Linked DNA regions of Mus musculus: region 2 is linked to region 1. The links are chromatin contacts, called in public Hi-C maps. All regions are on one chromosome and are shown on one strand. The core of a region is the stretch at or near the end of the contact, and the rest is flanking DNA. Distances in the headings are between cores, read along the strand shown. Region 1 overlaps Enpp1 (ectonucleotide pyrophosphatase/phosphodiesterase 1). Region 2 holds the start of Enpp1 (ectonucleotide pyrophosphatase/phosphodiesterase 1).

Region 1 (6,524 bases), core at 1,958-4,457:
TATTTATTTATTTGTTTGTTTATTATATGTAAGTACACTGTAGCTGTCATCAGACACCCCAGAAGGTGACATCAGATCTCATTATGGATGGTTGTGAGCCATCATGTGGTTGCTGGGATTTGAACTCACGACCTTTAGAAGAGCAGTCAGTGCTCTTAACCGCTGAGCCATCTCTCCAACCCAAGCTTTAATTTCCTAAGTGGTATTGTATACCAATTATTCACATAGCTCCTGTATTCCATGGGTACTGTGAGTAACTGCAGAGCATTTAAGGTATGTGTGAAGAAATGCACAGGCTACATGCAAACACTAAGCAACTTAATACGAAAAGGAGTTAACACTGGTGGACTGAAGTATCCTCACAGGTTATGCAACTTGTCTCTGTGAAATACAGGGATAACTATTCTGTGTTCCCTCACATTTAGACTCAGGCTCTGTTAGAGATTTCAAGACACCTTCTAATTCTTGAGCAAAACATTGGAGCACTGTTAGCATCCTTCAAAGCAATTTCCCATCTTCAGCCATTCCACCCTGAGTGTGCCTGGTCTCATCAACCAGCTCTGGCGCTCCATGGCCAAAACTGTGCTCCTTCATTACAAGAAAGCCTTGGCCAGAACTGGGACAGGATCCTTACTCAAATACAGTAGTAAGTATGCAGACACCATCTAAATGGCATAAGGAGGATGGTAGGGAAAAAAAAAACTAATAGAAAATTGGCTTCAGGTAAAATAAGGTCAGCCACATACAGATAGTAACTATCGTTCAGCTGGATGACATCACGTGTCCTTGGTTCATGTACACATCAAAGCCATTCCATAACTGGCCCATTAACATATCTGCTACTGTGATGACATGGAATACAGCTGCTCTGAGAAAAGACGGTGCCGATGCAAAACCTCCCCAAGGCAGATGCCCAGGCTCCAGGAGGGCCCAGGGTAGGGAAACTGACCTTGGCACACAGAACTGTAGTTGATGCAACAGTCATTGTGGGTTTTGCAGTCGTCTGCACAGGAGCACACGAACCTGGACAGCCTCTTCTCACCGCACCTGAATTTGTTGCAAGTCCATATATGTGCTAGAAACCAGCATCAAACAAACAAACAGATACTTATGATTCAAGTTCAACACATCTGTAAAAATCAACACCATTTTGGACAAGAGGATAAGAGATGATCACTCATTTTATAACTGACCCCTGAGATTCTGCTTCCGCCCAGCCTTTCTGAGCTAACAGATGGCAAACACGCAGGCACCTAGCAGTAATATTTCACTAGAAACCTGGGATTTCATTGTTTTTAAACTGGGGCACATCATCATTATTGTACAAACATAAGAAAACCCTTGCTCATTCCAGCAGCCATTTTCAGGGTTCCCAAAGTTAAATCTAGAACTATGCATGCTAGTAAACAACTAGGAGAATGCAGGAGAATGGCAACTTGGAGGCCAGCCAAGGCTATAGAACAAGAGTCTTGTGTCAAAAACAACACAAAATAAAAAAAAACCCAGCCAAACCCCCCCCAAAAAAAATCCCTAAATTTTTACTTCTATCTCAATTTTTAGTTTCAATTGTTTTATTTATTTATTTATTTATTTATTTATTTATTTATTTATTTATTTATTATTCTGTAACATGACCCCATCCAGTTCTGAGGCTGAGGCAGGTTTATTTTTTTTCCCAATCTGATTTTATACCATGCATGTAATTACATGTAATGGTATGCTTTTAATTACATGCATATAATAGGGGCAGTTCTAGGTTGATGAACAAGCAAGACAATAGATACAAATAATCAAGGAACAAGCAAGGCAATAAACAAAGTCCCCTGACCACTCCCGTGATTGCTGTTTCTAAGGGCTTATCAGGATGACCAAGATATCTGAGCCTACTTCCCTGTCCTAGCCTAAAGTCATATTCTTGCCTGAAGCCTACTTCTTTGTTCTACCCCAAAAATCAGATTCCTGCCTGAGCTTACTTCCTTGTCACGGCCCAGTGTCAAATTCCTGCCAAGTGACTCCAAAAACCTCTCAATATATCCCCCTTTTTTATTTCATAAACAAGACTGTGTCTGTCTTGGGTTGTTCTGACAAGAATCCCGTTGTGGAATATGCATTATCAAAAGCAATGCACTTCTGTCTTAGGCTCTGTGCAGAACTTACCATCTTTGACTGCCAGCCTGTTAAATTAATAACTCTGGAGGTTCATTTTTAGTTTCAAGCCATGTATTTTGGCCACCAACATATTGCTGTTGTTAAAGGCAAGTTTTATCACAATGGTCAAGAATAAAAGTATTCCCAGGACAAGAAGGACTATCATGATCAAGCCATATATGCCATTCTTGAAGCTTGACCAAGATGGAAATACCAACCTCAGGCCATGAATAATTTTGTCAGCAATATCTGCAGCATCAAAGCTCAGCAAAGCAGCATTCTTTAAATTCATAATCTCACTTTGCTAAAACATCCAGAAGTGTTAGAATTATAATACCCTGCAAGTGTCTTTAAACTTTTTCCCAATTATAATGTTTATAATTGGGAAAACGAAGTTGGGTATGTTGGAGATAAGCTTTTGAGCTCTGTACTCTGGGCAGAGGCAGGTGAATCTCTGTGAGTTAAAGTCTAGCCTGGTCTATATAGCAAGTTCCAGAACTACAAGGAGAAACCTTGTTTCAATAAACAAATGAGCGAACGAAGAACGAAGAACGAACGAACGAACGAACGAACGAATGAATGAATGGCGTCTAAAAAGAAAAATCATTGAGTTAATCCAACCACAGACAGAAAGATGCACAGCTTCCGGGAGATCTTTTCCTGACCTCCGTGACTCCACCCCTTTTCGTGACTCCACCCCTCCCTGTAACCCCGCCCCTTCTCCCACCACACTTACTTGGTTCCACACAGGTCTCCTGGAAATCCAGACAGCAGTTCCCAAGGCTGACACAGGCAGCATCACAGCGACAGTTGCTGAACGTCCTTTCAAAGCAGCGGCCTTTGCAACTTTTTACTGAAAATGATGAATAAGTCAGGTGGTGTCAATCACAAAATTACAACGCATACACGAGCTAAGGCACACCTGAGTCAAGATGCCACCACTGTGGAGTGTAACTCACATCTGGCGCTTGGAAACCAGGACATTCTACAAGGAGAAACTAAAGTGAGGAAACTGACTTTCCTAGATCTACCTGAAGAAGGGGGCGGAGCGTGGAATCGCAGTAACTGCTGTTGCGTCATATGCATCTGACAACTGTTAAAACAGTGCATGCTACGCTACCCTGAGCTCAGATTAGGTAACACAAAAGCCCACCTTTTCATTTGTATTAAGCTTGAGTATATCTGCTCTAGGGTATACTAACCAGACAGGTAAAATTGGCATATTTCAAACAATCACTAAACATTTAGACGAGTAATATTATAATAGCAGGATAGTTGAACAGGACAAAAATGTATGCAATTCAACCCTACCATATGGGATACGGGGGGAGACATTACCGAATCAAAAGAATGACCACAGAAATTGCCTGTGGTTTGCTTTCATTACCTATATGGTGTTTTTTTTGGTGTTATATAGAGCCTGTTCTTGATACTAGGAAAACACAATTAGAAGTGTGATGAGTTCATTACTACTTTGAAATTAGCAATGGCAGAAATATCTTAAAAACTCTCTTGAGACTCTGTCACTTAGGGATGCTAACTGGTCTCCTAGTAACCTCCAGAGCTGCTTTAGCAACCAACTACTTGGGGCTTTGGAGGAACCTCTGGTCATGTCTTCGTGGTTTTTCTTTAGGGGTGGAGAGTTGTTTTTTGGTCACAGACTCTACTCCACATTTTAATATAAAAATTTGTAAGCAAAAAAGACCCTTTGTATGGCCAAAATAAGATAGGACTTTAGGAAGAGTGCTTAAACCAGCATCAAACTTATGAAAATTTCAACATCTGTGGAGTATGCACAGGACTTGAAGATTACAGTTGTCTCAATCATATCATAATGCCAAATACACACACACACACACACACACACACACACATGCACATATACATATAGATGTAATCATACACATATGCAAACACAGAGAAACACACAGAGACACATACACACAGAGATGCACATAGGCACACATGCATCCACAGGCACAGACACACAGAACCCCACAACATTAATTACCTTCTTTGGCGCAGCTTGGTTTCAACCCAAATATACAACCAAGAATTGTTGTTAGCACACATACTGACAAAACCTGTAAGGAGAGAAAAAGACTGTTAGAGCCTTCTGACATCCTCCTATTCCCCCAACTTCATCCCTTTCCATGTCTCTGACTTTGCAGTGTTTCCAGATGTGGCAGCTGATCACAGGGACAGGCTCATTTTTTAAACATTTCAGACCACATACTTGTGATTTATGTCCTGTTCTGGAGATGGTGATAAACGTCAGACAGCAACTTTCTAAATCATCCAAAGATAATGTAACACTTGGCTCACACAAAGGAATTAGCCAGAAGAAAGTTGTAATCCTTAAAAGAAGGAAATCTATTGAGACTCCACTTCTTACTGCCATCTAGGAACGTGCTAGCCGTGACCTCACAAACCTAAACCCAGAACAGCACCCTCAGATGTGCCATGCATGGGCATGGGAATGACCACTGGGCCACAGCACTGCCATGAGCTGGTAGTATGAGCTGAAGGGGTTCATAAGGTCTAAGCATCTGCTTATTCATCTGTAAAAGCAGAGAGCTGGACTGTACCAATCTCTCAGGATCCTTCCAGGGTTTCTGTTTTCTCACCTTCTCCCTCCCCGTGATTCCTGCCTTTAATATTTAAAATGACTGAGCTTGGAACCCCTAAGGTCAACAACAAGTTTTGAGGGTCAGAAGACAAAGGAGGAAAATAATCCACAGAACAACACCCCCCCCCCACTGCGTGCGCCCACCTTTTCCAAGTTGGCATTTCCTTCAAAGCACCCTAGAATGTCAGCTCACAGGGCACTTCAGCATTCACAGAGAAAGGACTGTAAGCAAAAGTGCTTTGGGACTAAGGGAAGTGTAAGTGCTACCTCCAAGAGCAAGCTCCGGAGCGTGCGAGGGACGGTGAAGACAAAAAACCCTAAACATAGACACAGCAGTCTCCCTTTATCTGTGCCTTCACTTTCCAATTAGTTACCCACAGCCAACCATCATCAGAAAATATTAAAAGGAGAATTGCGGAAATAATTATTTTTTAAATCGTACAATATTTTAAATAGTCATAGAATGTGTCATTGTGCTGTCTCTCTCTAGACATACACCATTTTTTAATGTATCTATGCTGTATGCACTGTCAGTTTTATGAGTATCCAGGGCTTTCAGATACCCTGACATAGTACTGTAGTGCTTGCATTCAGGGAACCCACGATAGCAGCCTAAGGCCATGTCCCAGAGCCTCCTCTACCCACCTTGCTTTATCTCATCACAAGCAAGACGAGGACGGTACAAGTAGATACCTTGAGAAGAATCAAATTCCCATAACTTTTATGACATTATATTGTTATGGCTGTTTCATTATTGTTTTGATGTTATTTTATTAGTTTTAATGTAAATATGTGTCTACTTTTTAAGTTTGGCTTTATTAGGTAGATGAATAGAGAAAAAATATAAGATATAGAGATAGACTGGTATACAGATGATACATAGATAGATATAAATATAAATATATAGATGATATAAATATAAAGCCCAGTACTACCCCAGTTCCAGGTATCCACTGAGGTACTGAACATACTTGTATATACTTGTATATCTTGTATTTGTATATATGTAGTCTTGCATATGCCTGGTATAACTATTAGTATATCCATAAAAAACGGAGACTTATCAGAGGAAGACATGAATAGCAACTACCTGAGGACAAATGAACAGAATAAAGTATCAGAAAAGGTACTGATGAAATTCTCTGGTACTGTCCATACGGTGACAGAGATATGTGATGCCACAGAAAGGAATGAGCATGCATCTTTTCAAAACATCAAAATCCCTTTTGCTGTAAATTATCCGTATAGAGGATAAGCTGGCAGAAGTACTCATCTGTATTTCACACACTGTAGCGCAAACACTAAGCAGTAGAGAACTAAAGTCTGCTTTGTAGAATTCATCTGAGCAGTTCAGACCTATGTGTGTGCTCCCTGCCCATCCTTTGCATAACTTACAATACGAAATAAAGATCGCTTCTGTGCTGTGAAGAGTCCTTTTGCTTCCTCAGTGCACAGTGCTATCCCACTGTGATCCCTCACTCCTGGGGTTCCCCAGTCTTATGGGCACAAGCACACTCCTCATATAAGCCCATGCGGCAGCCCTCACGCCATTCCTCCGCCTTCCTGTCTTCATCCAAACTGTGGTAATGTCAACAGTCTCACATAAGCTATGCCCTCCACAACTCTATCTATATTTGTTTGAATTTGATTCCAGTACTATCATTTTTTTAAAGGATTTATTTTATTATATGTAAGTACACCGTAGCTGTCTTCAGACACTTTTCTCTCTCCGGCCCCGCTAGCTCCA
Region 2 (6,524 bases), core at 2,522-5,021, 34 kb after region 1:
TCCGTACACATTGGAGCATTTGAAACAAATGCCTTTAGAGACAAATTTTAGACTGTTCTAGCTTTGGAGATAGCCTGGTCATCTTGAAATAAAATGCTAAAGCCATGGAAGGCACATGTTAAATTTGAAAGTCAATGGACAATGTCGATCCAAACCCGACTGAGAGAGTTATTCTGAATACTGTAGGATAGATATGGGAAGAGGGAAGAAGCTAGAGAATTAACCCTAGTCTAGCTAGACCAAGGCCAACTTCTACCTCTTAGAAAGAGCTCTTTAACGGGAGTAATGCTTTAGAAGATCTACTAGAGCTCACACTGCAAACTACTTGAAAGCTACTAGTCCTTTTAGAACTAGAATGGGGAGCAATGGTATTTTAGATAAATACCTGAGCCCAACTTTAGGAGTGAATATTTCAGTTCAAACTTGATCTGGACCTAGGCAAGGGCATTTCATATGTAACTGCTATACTTCAGATTGCAAATATCTACCCAAAGCTTCATGAGATAAAACTCTTAGTCCACAGGGCAGTGCTATCAGGAGGTGGGAGATTCTAGAATCTACCTCGTGGGAGATTCGTGGGTCATGGATGGTGTTCAGTCAAAGGGGACTGTGGGATCCTAGGCTCCATCTGTGTTTGCTCATCCATCCTCATTTCCCCCTCCAACACCCAGCGCTCTCAGCAGAGGCCCAAAGTAATGTACCGGAACCTCTGCTACCCTGATTTCATACCACGATCTGCTCAGCCTTTTCCCTTGGCAACTTAATTATCAACGTAGTTCAACGCAGCCAGGGAATGCTAACACACGTACGTCACAGAGGACACTGAGAGCAGTGCCTGTTTTTCTCTCTTGCTGTTTCCTTAGACCTGCTGAGTACCTAGGCAGAAAGTCCTGAGATGAAGCATCACCCAGGCAAGCAAGGCTAGGACGAGATCCCCATTCTCCGTTGACTCTGATGTAACTACATTCTTTTCACTAATTAGAGAAAATCTAAGAAAAGCACACGATCGTATCATCACTACTTCATCCTCCCCCTGCAAGCAGCCCTGTGATTATCCTGTCCGATTAGAATCCTGTGGCCAGGGAGTGGGGGGCCTCCCTGATCCTAACCCCAGGATGCAATTAGTCCAACCTGATTCTTCAACTTCATACAAAATGTGCTGATGCTTAATCTGAAAAAAGAAACAAGATAAATCCAATAATTAAGGCTGTCTCTCGAAAACATGTCCCAGAGCTCTTTGATGACAGTCGTCAAATTCCTTTGAGGGCTTCTGATAGAGGGTTATTAAAGTAGAGGAGGAAAAGAGAAAAAATAGGTTTCACTTCCAGCTGAGTCCTGAACTAAGAGCTCCAGTGAGAAGCGGCTTATATTTTATGCCTCTCTGGAGTCCATCAAAAGACATAAAGCTGCAGCTGGAGAGATGGCACAACAGGTAAGTACCTTGTTGCTCCTACAGAGGACCCAGGTTCAGTCCCCAGCACCCACATAGTGGCTCACAACCATCTGTAAACTACAGTTCCAAGGAATCCAACATCCTCTTCTGGCCTCTGTGGGTACCAGGCACACACACACAAGGTATACAAACATACACACATGTATACATATATGTATATACATATGTATATATGTGTGTGCGTGTTCATGTGTGTGCATACATACAATGGAATTGGAGGAACTATTACATTACTCTGGGCCTCTGTTGAGAACATTGGACAGCTGGAGTGGGGGATATTTATATATATGTGTGTGTGTGTGTGTATAATATATATTTATATAAATTATATATGTAATATATTCACACATATATGCTAAACAGTCACACACATAAACTAAAAATATATAAATATCTAAAAATTATCTGAGACAAGAATTTGTTCTAATTCATAAAATATGCCGTAACCAAATATACCAAATATTCATAGTTGATCTGTTTGAGGAGATTCTAGGGCATGCAGCAATTTCTGAAGTGTGCCATCAGAGCCGTTTGTAATGCTGGAATACTGGCCAACCAAGCGACCGCAGGTGTCAGAGTGAAAACTCTGTGATCTACAGGTGGACCTGTGCTGACATCTATTGTGGGCCTGTATGCAAATGAGTAAAACTGAATTCAATAACTGGAAACCCTTCAATGACTTATAGTAAGTTTATAAATATGCCTTACAATTTCATAAACATTCAGTGTGTCTTCATTGAGTATCTCACAGTAGGTAAGAGTACTGAAACTCAATAATTTAAGTAGTCCTGTAACAATTGCGATCTTCCATTAAAAAACATACAACAAAAAGTCTTACTAGACTCAAACTCACTAAATGCCCATCAATATCATATGAGTGACATACGATACAAAATTATATCCTGGGAGACAGCCGCCTGCGGTTTGGGAGACTTCTTTGAACCTCAGACTTATTTTTAAAAAACTAAGGATATGACACCATCCCTTAAGTCTCGGGATTCTGGTTCTCAAAGTGCTACGGTGTCTGCATAGAACCTAAGAACAGTGGAAATGGAAATGATGTCAAAAGGAGACTTTAAACATCGGAAAGATTTTTCCACAAAACAGCGCTCAAGCCAGAATGTGTAAGAATATGTTTTAGGGTGTGCTAGTCACAGAAAGCTGTGGTTTGCACGTACTATAAAATAACTAACTACCTCCTCCTTCAGTTCTGAATTTATTTCCCGCAGTCAGTCCCATTGAAACTATGCTATGCGCTCTCATTTTAACACAACACAGCGGAGCTTGAGAAGAATAATGGAAGTCCCCACCAATACTTAGAACCACCACACAGGACTCAGCCTTTCTGACCCAAGGAAGATCCCGAGTGAAAATCGGCGTCCTGTTTCCAGAAGTTGGTTGTGGATGCTACAACTGGTCTAACAGAAGAGCAGAGGGATATAGCAGGCAACTGTGCCTCCGGGCAACACACAAACAGCGCTGTCTGTGGTTCAAAGAGTGGGCAATGAATCCCGGGCCTCTTCCCAGTCACATAAACATGAACGTCAATGGGGCTTCTAAATAACTGTCTGGAAATACCACTACAGAGCCAAGCATGGGTGTTTTCTAAAGTTCCCGATACTTTCAAAAGCTGTGATAAATCTTTCAACTGCAATAAATTCACCTAAAGCCACGAGCACCACCTGTACCCTGACCTACGCCACCTAAAAGACTACAAACATCGCTGCGCTATCCTAAGACTAGCCGATTTTTTGTTTCCGCCTCCAAATGTCCTGTATTCTCTGGGGGAAGAGGACGGTATGTCAAGGTGACTATTTTAGCAGCCTGCTCCTGCTGGGAGAGGGGTAAGGACCCTGCAGGTCACCCGGTGCCGGCGCAGGAGGCGCCCACGCTCTCCCATGCCGGGTGCCGACCTGCTCGCTCTCGCCCCTCCCGGGTGTCGGGTCGCGGCAAGCACCGACCTACCAGCGACAGCACTTTGTAGGTGTTGGGGTCTTTGGCAGGGCGGGCACGCTCCGCCTTCTCCAGCGGCTCCTCTCCTAGGTCCATGGGCGCGAGCAGCGAAGCCGCGGCTGGTGACTCGAGCTCGCGACCGTTTCCCGCTGACCCGTGCCGGGGCCCGTGCCCTGCCTGGTCGCCGTCGCGCTCCATCGCCCCGCTCTGCCCCCGCGGGCCGAGCTTTAATAGGCTCGCAGCCCCGCCCCGCCCCGCGCCGCCCCCGCCAGACCCTTGGCTCCCAGCCCTCGGCCAGCGCTCCGGCCCGAGCCGCTCAACGCCCCGGGTATTTGGCTTCCTGTCTGATTTCGGGCCCTGGGCGCGTGGGCTATTTTGGGTCCCTGACGTGGGCGTGTCTTTAACTTCCACCCCAAACCCTGTCCCCGCCCGCGATCGTGGCACCCTACGAACCCTTGCGGAATCCCCCCGCGTAGCCCAACGAGGACTGGACTGGAATCGCTGTGTGGTCTGCAAAGAGTGTGAGATCTTGGAGCCCCAAAAGTGAGAGGATGCAGCGACCCCCGAGGTCTCAAAGGCCGGACACCGGTGGCCGGGAGCAGACCTGCTTTGACCAGGGAAATGCAAACGAGCGCGTGGGGAGGTGACTTTCTTTTTCTCCCACAAGTGCAAACGAAAATTCTCTACCTGGAGCTGCTAAACGTGGGGCACGGGGTTTACACAACACTGATGGGTTTGCACAAACACACATATGGGATGTGTGGCGTCCGGGGTTGCTATCCTATTATATTTACATATTAGCTATTTTAGACTTCCGGAGGCTTCCGGGTGTCTGTGTCTTGCTTCTCCGAAGTCAGCACTTTAATTGATGAGCAGAATCAAGACTCTAACTCTATGTGATGAGCTTATTTTTAAAACAGAACGTGAGCAGTAGGCTTTAATTCTTGATGGGATTTGTTTCACCTTTGATTCTTCAGCTTTACACTCCTTCCCATCAGCAAAACCACACCTCCCAGAACCCAAAAGCAGAAGCAATGTGACTGAACACAGTGACTAAGAAAAATCACAAATTAACAAGACATCCCTTACCTGCTTTGTTTATATACATCACATTATATCACATTCACTTTTGAAGTTTAACGGGTGTAAATTGGGTTTGTCCCCTCTCAAACTGTCAGCACGGACTGGGGAGGGCAATCAACAGGTAAAGTTCTGGTATTCGCAAGCATGAGATTCTAAGGGCAAATCCCAGACTCCAAAAACCCTGTAGCCTGAGCTTGTAATCCCAAAGTAGGAGGCAAAGGCATATGGATCCCAGGGATGGCCAGCCAGCCAGCCTAGCCTATTTGCTAAGTTCAAGGCTAATAAGAAAGGGTCCCAGAAAAAGGTGAGCTGGGCTTCAGACGAATGACAACCATTGGTAGTTCTGACTTCCACTTTCATGCATGTGTGCAGATACAAACCGGAACACAGACATACAGAGAGAGAGAGACACACACACAGAGAGATAAAGAGAGGTAAAAATAAATTAAAACAATGTGAACACTTTCAATTTGTTCTGACTTCATTCATTCAGACATTTAATAATGAATCAACATTTTGAATGCCATATGTATTAAAATGTGAACATTTTCATATATATGCATATATGTATATATAGTATGGGGTGAGTCAGCAAGGGGCTAGAGTAGGATTAAACCGTAGAGAGAAGGGTCTGCATATAGATACCCAAGCCACACAGTAGGACCAATGAGTGACAGCAGGAGAAAAGGCCACCCTCAAAAGCAATCTTTAGTTTATTTTTTATTATTATCACTACATTACAAACCACCCACTAGAAACAGGTCCACCATTTCATACTCAAACATACTTTTTACCCCAAACTTGGTTCTGGGTTGTTTTTTTTTTTTTATTATTTGAATGTTTCCATAAACCAGATGGAAGGCCAAAGTTTTACTCCACTGAAACTGGCCAAATACACGTCAAATTTTCTAAAAGCGCTCAACAGACAGTTTCCAAAGCGGCCTTGAGTGTAAAAGAAAAATCGAATAAGTGTATTGTCAGCAACCCAAAGCAATTAATGACGTTTCTACTGTCCTCATTGGAAAAGCCAATGCTGTCTGCAAGGTTACAATGTCTCAAGCAGCTGAGGACAGCCAGGAAGCATTAAAGACTGATACAGCCCTCTGTAGACAAGACAGAAAGAGAGCAAGTTGGCCTCTTAGCAACAGTTGCCAAGGATTATATGTCTAAGGTGGAGACTCAGAGTTTTTAAAAACAAGAAGGAAATTTAAATCTTTTTGTGAGTTTTCTAGAAATCTTGTACATACACACACACACACACACACAGAGTCTTTAAACACTTTTGAAACCAAACACAATGTAGCCCATCTGCAGGGTGGACCTGGGAAACAGGCCACCAGGATGTGGCTTCTGCCCTGTGTTGATGCCTAGCCTGCACCATGGGGTTTTATAGGTAGTTATGAAAACCTAATTAAACTTCTAAAATCAGAAGAGTACAACCGTGTCCAGCACGCCGTTCAGGTTGTTTACCCACACACATTACACAGCCTTTGATAAAGTCTTGCCTCAGTCTTGTTTACTCTGAGTTCTCAGGGCCGAGGCATCTTATTCCAAAGTATAATAAGATCATGGCACACAAAACATCAACGTGGGTCTGGAGAGATGGCTCAGTGGTTAAGAGCACTGACTGCTCTCCCAGCGGTCCGGAGTTCAAATCCCAGCAACCACATGGTGGCTCACAACCATCTGTAAAGAGATCAGATGCCCTCTTCTGGTGTGTCTGAAGACAGCTACAGTGTACTTACTTACATATAATAAATAAATAAATCTTTAAAAAAACAAAACAAAACAAAAAAAATCAACATGGCTTTTCCAAGTAAACCAAATGTGAAATTTCAGTGTTTGGTCTCTAGGTCCAAATCATCGGCTTCTGGGGCTAAGGACTCAACTTAGCACAATAGCAGAGATGGTCCTCTAAGAATGGAAAAGATTTTTAATTCTTTAAAACTCGTAAATATTTAAATTTGCCCATTTTGGTACCTGAAATGATAGATGTTGCTAAGGCCAAAACACCAAACCAAACCAGTCCCTCTGC

What was found. Hi-C and Micro-C count contacts between places; a contact is called where the count stands out from the background.
Region 2: a contact with region 1 is called in a Hi-C map of olfactory sensory neurons, with 2.2 times the contacts expected there. The contact joins the promoter of Enpp1 here to the enhancer-like site in region 1. A contact is called at or near these places in 7 of 39 promoter capture datasets (the 3T3-L1 cell line, 3T3-L1-derived adipocytes, hematopoietic stem and progenitor cells and 3 more), 1 of 15 datasets of contacts at CTCF or cohesin (the NIH/3T3 cell line), 8 of 484 Hi-C or Micro-C datasets (the G1E-ER4 cell line, embryonic fibroblasts, embryonic stem cells and 3 more), 5 of 115 datasets of contacts at active chromatin or transcription factors (cardiomyocytes, embryonic stem cells and neural progenitor cells) and 2 of 9 other capture datasets (adipose tissue and embryonic stem cells).

What each region holds. Positions count from the first base shown.
Region 1 is chr10:24,675,029-24,681,552 of GRCm38.p6, forward strand. It overlaps Enpp1 (ectonucleotide pyrophosphatase/phosphodiesterase 1), which reads right to left. Exons shown (of 25, transcript NM_008813.4): 2 at 4,160-4,232; 3 at 2,885-3,001; 4 at 950-1,075. Among named protein-coding and RNA genes, the nearest start is that of Enpp1, 34 kb to the right of the region's middle. Within about 2 kb of position 3,208, at least 3 of the 459 cell types and tissues checked have an H3K27ac peak or open chromatin away from gene starts, as enhancers often do. A contact at or near this core is called in olfactory sensory neurons, where this site is marked.
Region 2 is chr10:24,708,388-24,714,911 of GRCm38.p6, forward strand. It overlaps Enpp1 (ectonucleotide pyrophosphatase/phosphodiesterase 1), which reads right to left and starts at 3,772. Exons shown (of 25, transcript NM_008813.4): 1 at 3,419-3,772. The coding sequence starts at 3,604.